2 separate regions of the Zea mays genome follow, and region 2 is linked to region 1. A link is a contact called in public Hi-C data. All regions are on one chromosome and are shown on one strand. The core of a region is the stretch at or near the end of the contact, and the rest is flanking DNA. Distances in the headings are between cores, read along the strand shown. Region 1 holds the start of LOC100282926. Region 2 holds the start of LOC100191877 (N-acetyl-gamma-glutamyl-phosphate reductase).

What was found. Hi-C and Micro-C count contacts between places; a contact is called where the count stands out from the background.
Region 2: a Hi-C map of endosperm shows a contact between it and region 1, with 8 times the contacts expected there. The contact joins the promoter of LOC100191877 here to the promoter of LOC100282926 in region 1. A contact is called at or near these places in 2 of 25 Hi-C or Micro-C datasets (ear and endosperm).

The regions. Positions count from the first base shown.
Region 1 is chr1:260,552,808-260,557,289 of Zm-B73-REFERENCE-NAM-5.0, reverse strand. It overlaps LOC100282926, which reads left to right and starts at 2,518. Exons shown (of 16, transcript NM_001155831.2): 1 at 2,518-3,065; 2 at 3,174-3,304. The coding sequence starts at 2,932.
Region 2 is chr1:261,124,114-261,128,193 of Zm-B73-REFERENCE-NAM-5.0, reverse strand. It overlaps LOC100191877 (N-acetyl-gamma-glutamyl-phosphate reductase), which reads right to left and starts at 1,603. Exons shown (of 14, transcript NM_001137301.2): 1 at 1,310-1,603; 2 at 945-1,007; 3 at 705-845; 4 at 498-605; 5 at 241-327. The coding sequence starts at 1,369.

The DNA.
Region 1 (4,482 bases), core at 1,269-3,768:
CTGGGTGCCAAAACCTCTCCGGCTGCCACGACAGCGTGTACTTAGGGCACTAGCTCTCCTCCGCTAGACACGTAGCACTCTGCTACACCTCCCATTGTACACATGGATCCTCTCCTTACGTCTATAAAAGGAAGGACCAGGGCCCTCTTACAGAGGGTTGGCCGCGCAGGGACGAGGACGAGACAGGCGCTCGCGTGAGGCCACTCGCTCCCTCTCCCGCGTGGACGCTTGTAATCCCCTACTGCAAGCGCACCCGACCTGGGCGCGGGACGAACACGAAGGCCGCTAGCCGACCCTTATCGAACGGGTCCGGCAAATCACCTGCAAGTACTTTTGGAGCGCGCCTCTGGGCCACTAGCCGACCCTTATCGAACGGGGCACGGGCGTCCACTCGGATCACCCGTTAGCAACTCACTGGAGACACCATGTTCGACGCCCTCCGAGGGCAACATGGCGCTTTCCCTCCCTCCTCCTTGCGGAAAGGCGACGAAGGGGCGTATGATAAAAGCCGAGTCAGTCCTTGACCATCCTCTCGCTCTATGCGGAGGCTCGGGGGCTGCTCTCGCAAACCCGGCTCCGGCCAAACCGTTGACAGCGTCAACATACCAGCCCGAGAACTCGGAACCTGACTATGCACCCGGGCAACGACCAGTTCACATGAGGGAACAACCAGACCAGCCGAGGCGTCACGAAAAGCGCTAAGACCTCGGAGGAGTCAAACCACTCCTCCGAGGCCTCGGGGGCTACACCCGGCGGGTGCGCTCGCGCGCACCCACTGGAACGAAATACAACCAAGAAAGGCCGGTCCCCTTACAAAAAGTGCGACAAAAGCCTCCAAGCGAGTACCAACACTCCCTTCGAGGCTCGGGGGCTACTGTCGGGGACCATAATTAGGGGTACTCCCAAGACTCCTAATCTCAGCTGGTAACCCCCATCAGCACAAAGCTGCAAAGGCCTGATGGGCGCAATTCAGTTCAAGGCTCCGTCCACTCAAGGGACACGATCTCGCCTCGCCCGAGCCCAGCCTCGGGCAAAGACAGCCGACCCAGGAGGATTCACGTCTCGCCCGAGGGTTCCCTCAAGCAACAGGCACACCTTCGACTCGCCCGAGGCCCAGCTCGGGCAGGCTTCGCGGAGAAGCAACCTTGGCCAGATCGCCTCGCCAGCCGACCGGATCGCAGGAGCATTCAATGCAAGGATCGCCTGACACCTTATCCTGACGCACGCTCCTCAGTCGACAAGGCCGAAGTGACCGCAGTCACTTCGCCCCTCCACTGACTGACTTGACAGGAAAACAACGCCGCCTGCCCTGCTCCGACTGCTGTGCCACCCGCCAGGGTGAGAGTGACAGCAGCCAAGTCCAGCCTCGGGCGCCATAGGAAGCTCCGCCTCACCCGACCCCAGGGCTCGGACTCAACCTCGACACCGGAAGACGGACTCCACCTCGCCCGACCCCAGGGCTCGGACTCCACCTCGACCTCGGAAGACGGACTCCGCCTCGCCCGACCCCAGGGCTCGGACTCAGCCTCGACCTCGGACGACGGTCTCCGCCTCGCCCGACCCCAGGGCTCGGACTCAGCCTCGACCTCGGAAGAATCACCGCCTCGCCCGACCTTGGGCTCGGACCGACCACGCTATAGGGGGGCCCATCATTACCCTATCCCTAGCTAGCTCAGGCTACGAGGAATATGGCACCCCGCGTGCTCCATGACGACGACAGTTCTCGGCCCCTTACGGAAGCAAGGAGACGTCAGCAAGGATCTGACAGCACCCGACAGCTGTGCTTCCACAGGGCTCAAGCGCTCCTCCGACGGCCACGTCACATGAACAGGGCAACAACGCCTCTCCAACAGCCACGTCAGCATGTACATAGGACTCTGGCTCCTCCCTGCTAGACACGTTAGCACATTGCTACACTCCCTGTTGTACACCTGGACCCTCTCCTTACATCTATAAAAGGAAGGTCCAGGGCCCTCATACGAGAAGGTGGCCGCGCGGGAGGACGGGCTGACGCACAGGCTCTCTCTCTCTCCCTCGCGAACGCTTGTAACCCCCTACTACAAGCGCATCCGTCCTGAGCGCAGGACAACACGAGGCCGCGATTCCCCTTATTGTTTCCCCCTTGTGTTCCGTCTCGCGCCGACCCATCTGGGCTGGGACACGCAGCGACAATTTACTCGTCGGTCCAGGGACCCCCGGGGTCGAAACGCCGACAATATCTGTTTGTTTTAATCTGTTTTCGTGTAACCGTATATCTCGCAACCATTTCCGGCTATACCGCTCCCGTTCTCGGTAAAAAAATATGTAACAGAAACGAGAGAGGGTTCAGACTGTTTCTGTTCGTTCTCGTCTTAGTTGTGAGCAACCATCAGGACTAGTTTGCGAGCGATAAAACCAGAGGATTAGAGGGGCTAGATTCTCATTCTTGTTCAAAATCTAGCCCCTCAAATTACCTTTGGTTTTATTATGCTTCCAATCTAGCCCTGAGTGATCATTACGTTCCAAGATTGCCCTGGCCTTGCAAGCAAATTACCCGCCTTCTGCCATCTGACGTTCTAGGGTTTGGCGGCTCCTCTATCCTTTCTCCATCCGCTAGCAGGCGCGAGGCGCCCCCTCCGACCGACACTGAATCCCGCCTCCAACCTCCGCTCGAAACCCATACCTTCGGTCTCCTCCGTCTGTCCGTCGCCCATCCGGCCGCCTCTTCTCCCACCAGCCGCCGCTGCCGCACGTTAGCTCCTCCTGCATCGTCGCCGGACCTCCGCTACGCCCCCGTGCATCCCTGCCTTGGCAGGCAGGATCTGGCCACCTTTCGCCGGCAACAGTTGGGCGCCGCATAGGTAACCGCCTACCCCCGAGGCAAGGCAGTACCCCGTCGCCCAGCGTATAAGCGCGGAAGGAGGGCGCGGAATAGCGCCTTTTCTAACACTAATGGCAACGGCGGCGGCGGATGGCCCCCCTGTGGAACCGCAGTCTCTGAAGAAGCTGAGCCTCCGGTCGCTCAAGCGGTCCCTGGACCTCTTCGCCCCGGCGCACGCCCTCCTCTTCACGCCCGACGCCGAGAGGTAACCTCGCTTAGCTGTTAACTCTGTTCTTTCCTCGGGTGGTTCAAAATCCTATCAGGGATTCTAACTGCGTATTCTCTTGATCTTGCTGCGGCGGCGGTGGTGCAGCAAGCGGATTCGTACTGGGTGCAAGGTGAGTGCGGAGTACGGTGCGGTGAAGGACCTCACGCCGGAGCAGGGGCGCGGTGGGCAGGGCAAGGGTCCTGCGCCGCCATCTTCAACAGCTTTGGCATTGCCAGGTTAACTTTGCTCTTTTCATTCTTTTACTTGCTGTTTAATGAAGGTTGAATCTATTTAGATCGTTTAGAATTGTAAGCTAGCAGCAGTACCAGAAATTCATGACTTTACCCTATTCTTCAATTTCTAGAGCAATTGAATACGGTAGTGTGAAACCTACTTAACTGTTTGATTTTAAGTTACAGAATTTCAGAAACCATGACTTGTAGTGTGAAAATCTATAGTTTATATTCCTCTTAAGCCAAATACCGTAGGCACATGGTTTTAACAAACTCCGTAATAGCAAAAAGTAGGTTGCATCCCCTGGCTTAAATTGAACAAGAAACTATAGTTGAGGCGTTGAGCTACTCAGCTGGTTACCTTCAGCAACTTGTTAGCTTGGGGTTGGGTAGCATTTATGATCTAATACAGCTTCTGCTGATTTCCCTGCTTTCATTAAATGCAGTCACAGATACAGAAGAAAAAATGTCTTACACAGAAAAGCGTTGCGATTAGAAATTAGTTTACCTCAGTTGCTATTCAGTTTAAGATTTCCTTGAATAGCCATATCTATTTCATCTATAAAATGGCAAATGCATTGGGGATGGACTTTTTGGCTCCCCTGCTCTGGTTATGTAAGTGTTTCCAAATTAAAGTTAATGAAAATAAAACAAGATAGTTTGGGATCGCAAAAAAGCTCCACGAAACATGGAGTTTTTACTCTCTGCACCATTTTCTGATACGACTAACCACCAGTATAGATTTTGTCCTGAATGGTCTGCAACCAGGTCTTTACCTTCAAAGTTACTTTTCATGGTTAATCCTATGAGTAACCATGCCTCTAGAGCACATCTGAACATATAAAGTACTATTAGAACCATACAACAACAGCAACAACAATAGAGCCTTTTAGTCCCAAGCAAGTTGGGGTATACTAGAGTTGAAACCCAACAAAACCAACAAATCAAGATTCATGCATGTGAATAGCTATTTTACATTTGCTCCTATTCAAGGCTAAATATTTGTTTATATTCCATCCTTTCAAGTCTCCTTTTTTTGCCTCTTCCCATGTCAACTTCGGCCTTCTCTTTCTTCTTTTCCCATTACTATCGTGTCTTAGGATCTTACTATGCACAAATGCCTCTAGAGGTTTTTGTTGGATATGTCCAAGCCATCTCAACAAGTGTTGGACATGCTTTTC
Region 2 (4,080 bases), core at 354-2,853, 570 kb before region 1:
GCCTTAAGCCCATAAGCTAGGTCATTAGGGTTAGGTTAGCCACCTCTATATATAATGAGAGGTGGAGGTCATTAGCAGGTAAGCAAGAAGAATAGATCTGGTTTACTCCTAGGGCCTCCTACGGGAGGTCAAGTACCAGGACTATCTTGCGAGTGCATCTATGTTCATAACAATTGTACTAACAAATTTAGTAAGAGGTATGGAGAATTCAAGGTAAAAACATAATAGCGATAAACAAACCTGGGTTGTACCATGTGGCAAGCAGCAAAAAACAGCATCAACATCTGAAAAGTCAGCGTCTTTTATTGCGACCAGTCTCGGCAGGTCCTGCAAATCAGAAGAAAATCAATTAACAATTTTATATTTTTGATAAACATAACAAATAAAGTTGTGATTGATAACTCTAGTACAAAGAAATGCAGTACAGCACAGAGGTTTAGTTGTTTCTTGATATAACTAGGCTAAGATCATTGTGAGGAGAGAAGATAAGTTCCCACCTGTGTTATCAAGTGAGGAAATACTGATCCAAATTGCTCGCCAGCTTTTCTATCTGCAGTCATCACTTTTATATGAAACTGAGGGTGGTTCGCTAGAATCCGAACAATCTGTTAACAAAAACACAGTATAGCAAACACATTAGCAAAAACAAAAAAGAACCGAGGACAAAAATCCTCATACAAATGAGATCAGAATGATGGGACAACCTCAGCTCCAGTATAACCGCTGGCCCCTAGCACTGCAATGCGTATGGAATCCCCTGATTTAGGGGCTGCTGCCTTAGGGGAGAAAAGCCTGCGTGGTGAAGAAAAAATGGATCCCCTTGCACGGAGGGGCAGGGATCCAACCTAAAGCAGGGTACCATTTTCTGAATTTCATGAGCACTTCATAGTTCATATACAACACAGAATCTTACTATTGGGAAAGAAAACGCAAAGTTAATTCACCTGCTGAGGTTTCTTGAGTATGATGCCCGCGAATGGCTTCGAATTAGATCCAAGGATTCCATTCTGCACAGGGAAAAAAAGGTATTTGAGTGCTTCGCACTGTCAGGTCCGTATAGGCACATATGCACGAACTGCGAACAAGATCACATGTAATTTATCGTCGGAGCCTGGCCGCCTGCGGCTGGCCGGCGCCTGGCAACGAACGAGCTGGGAAGCTAGGCCGTGTGTGCGGTAGGGAGGCGAGGCATGAGGGGAGCGGCGGCAGCGGGCGGGGCAAATCTACCCTCGACTGGCCCGCTCCCAGCCGCGGGTTCAACGACACAACTCTACCTACTCTAGTGTGGAAAAGCATCGCCGTCACTGACCTGGGGAGCCAACCGCACTGAAGCCTGCGCCCCACAGCCGCCGAGCGTCGTGAACGCCATTGTCTCCCGTGTCCCGGCGCGATGCGGCACGCAGATCACCCGATTGTACCAATAAATACCCTAGCGAGTGCGAGGGGCTGCTAAGCTTGTCGTGGCTGGCGGCGCGGCTGCCCTGGGGTTGGTGGTGCTGCCGGTGCTGCTGTGCTGGTGCGAGTTGCGAGCTCTGACCCGCCCGCCGGAGGGCACATACAAGGTGTGGTGGACCGTTTTTCTTTCTTTTTTTCTTTTTGTTCGAGTTTTGTTTTTCAAGTACTTCTTCCTAAAGAGTATTACCTGTTCATAGATATATGACTCCATTAACCTTTTTTTGAAAACTTTAATCACTCATTTTATTCATAATATTTATTAAAAATGCAAAAATTTAAGTTAAACACAAACTTTAAGTGATAAAACAAATAAAAAAATGATAAGTCACTATTCTTTTAAATAAAACGAGTGATCAAATTTTTTTTAAATAATGGTATCATATATTTATAAACGGACGGACCTATTAAACAAAACATTTTGCGTCTCTATGTCTAAGATTCCTCTCTTATAGGGTGTCTGGACCCAACTAAACTTTCATCCACGTTATATTAGACGTTTAAATAATAAATATATATATATTAAATATAGTTTAATTATAAAATTAATTACAAAGATAAAGACTAGAAAAATATAATATGACACTAACTAAATTTCAGTCGAAAGAACAAACACCTCCTCATTTTCTCCTTTGGTAAGCACAGGATACCTAATTTTATCAGTCTTTTTTTATTGTGACATTACCAAACTGAACTAGAACTGTAAATAAATATTTTCAATCACTTCGAGTACTCCAGAACACAACATCATATACATGGAAACACGGTCTAAAATAGAGTTTTTCAAGACTATATGGACAGAAGTTTTTCTTCGAGCTGCTCAATTTTTTTTAAAGTAGTCGTTATTTTTAAGTTTTATGCGACTAAGATAATGACCGTGCGCTGAAACGCCACATAACCATATCTGATGCATATAAAAATAAATTTAATATTAAAATGAATATCAGATATTAAATTAATAAAAACAAATATTACAATTATCTTAACTAAAAGGACGAGAAATATATGAGTTTACAAAAACATGTCTCTATTTTTTATAGCTCACTCAGTTGCTCGTCCTACTTCAACTAGCGAAGTTGTATTATGTAAGAGCATTACACCACGTGTAGTTTTCTATCACGTTGAACTTAATTGGTTTTTCATAGCTTATCTGTTGTATAATAACATACTGGATCTATTGTTAGACGAGAAGTGAGAGATGAGAATAGACCTACACACTTTGCATAAAAATCATGTCGGGGACCATAATTAGGGATACCTCCAAGACTCCTAATCTCAGCTGGTAACCCCCTATCAGCACAAAGCTGCGAAGGCCTGATGGGTGCGATTAAGTCAAGGCTCGGTCCACTCAAGGGACACGACATCGCCTCGCCCGAGCCCAGCCTCGGGCAAGGGCAGCCGACCCCGGAGGATTCACGTCTCGCCTGAGGGCCCCCTCAAGCAACGGACACACCTTCGGCTCGCCCGAGGCCCAGTCTTCGCCGAGAAGCAACCTTGGCCGGATCGCCACACCGACCGACCATATCGCAGGAGCATTTAATGCAAGGATGGCTTGACACCTTATCCTGACGCGCGCCCTTCAGTCGACAGAGCCGAAGTGACCGCAGTCACTTCGCCGCTCCACTGACCGGCCTGACAAGAAGACAGCGCCGCCTGCGTCGCTCTGACTGCTGTGCCACTCGACAGAGTGAGGCTGACAGCAGCTAAGTCCGGCCTCGGGCGCCATAGGAAACTCCGCCTCGCCCGACCCCAGGGCTTGGACTCGGCCTCGGCTCCGGAAGACGACGAACTCCGCCTCGCCCGACCCCAGGGCTCAGACTCGGCCTCGGCTCCGGAAGACGACGAACTCCGCCTCACCCGACCCCAGGGCTCGGACTCGGGCTCGGCCCCGGAAGACGACGAACTCCTCCTCGCTCGACCCTAGGGCTCGGACTCGGGCTCGGTCCCGGAAGACGACGAACTCCGCCTCGCCCGACCCCAGGGCTTGGACTCAGCCTTGGCCTCGGACGACAGTCTCCGCCTCGCCCGACCCGGAGCTCGGACTCGACCTCGACCTCGGAAGACAGACTCGACCTCGACCTCAGAGGAGCCTCCACCTCGCCCGACCTAGGGCTCGGACCGACCACGTCACAAGAGGGGCCATCATTACCCTACCCCTAGCTAGCTCAGGCTACGGGGAACAAGACCGGCGTCCCATCTGGCTCGCCTCGGTAAACAAATAATGATGGCGCCCCGCGTGCTCCGTGACGACGGCGGCTCTCAGCCCCTTACGGAAGCAAGGAGACGTCAGCAAGGACTCGACAGCCCCAACAGTTGTCCTTCCTCAAGGCTCCAGCGCTCCTTCGACGGACACGACATCACATGAACAAGGTGTCAAGACCTCTCCGGCTGCCACGAAGGCATGTACTTAGGGCGCTAGCTCCTCTCTGCTAGACACATTAGCACACTGCTACACCCCCCCCCCATTGTACACCTGGACCCTCTCCTTACGCCTATAAAAGGAAGGTCCAGGGCTCTCTTACGAGAAGGTTGGCCGCGCGGGAGAACAGGATGGCGCGTACAGGCCTCTCGCCCCCTCCCACGCGGACGCTTGTAACCCCCTACTGCAAGCGCACCCGACCTGGGCGC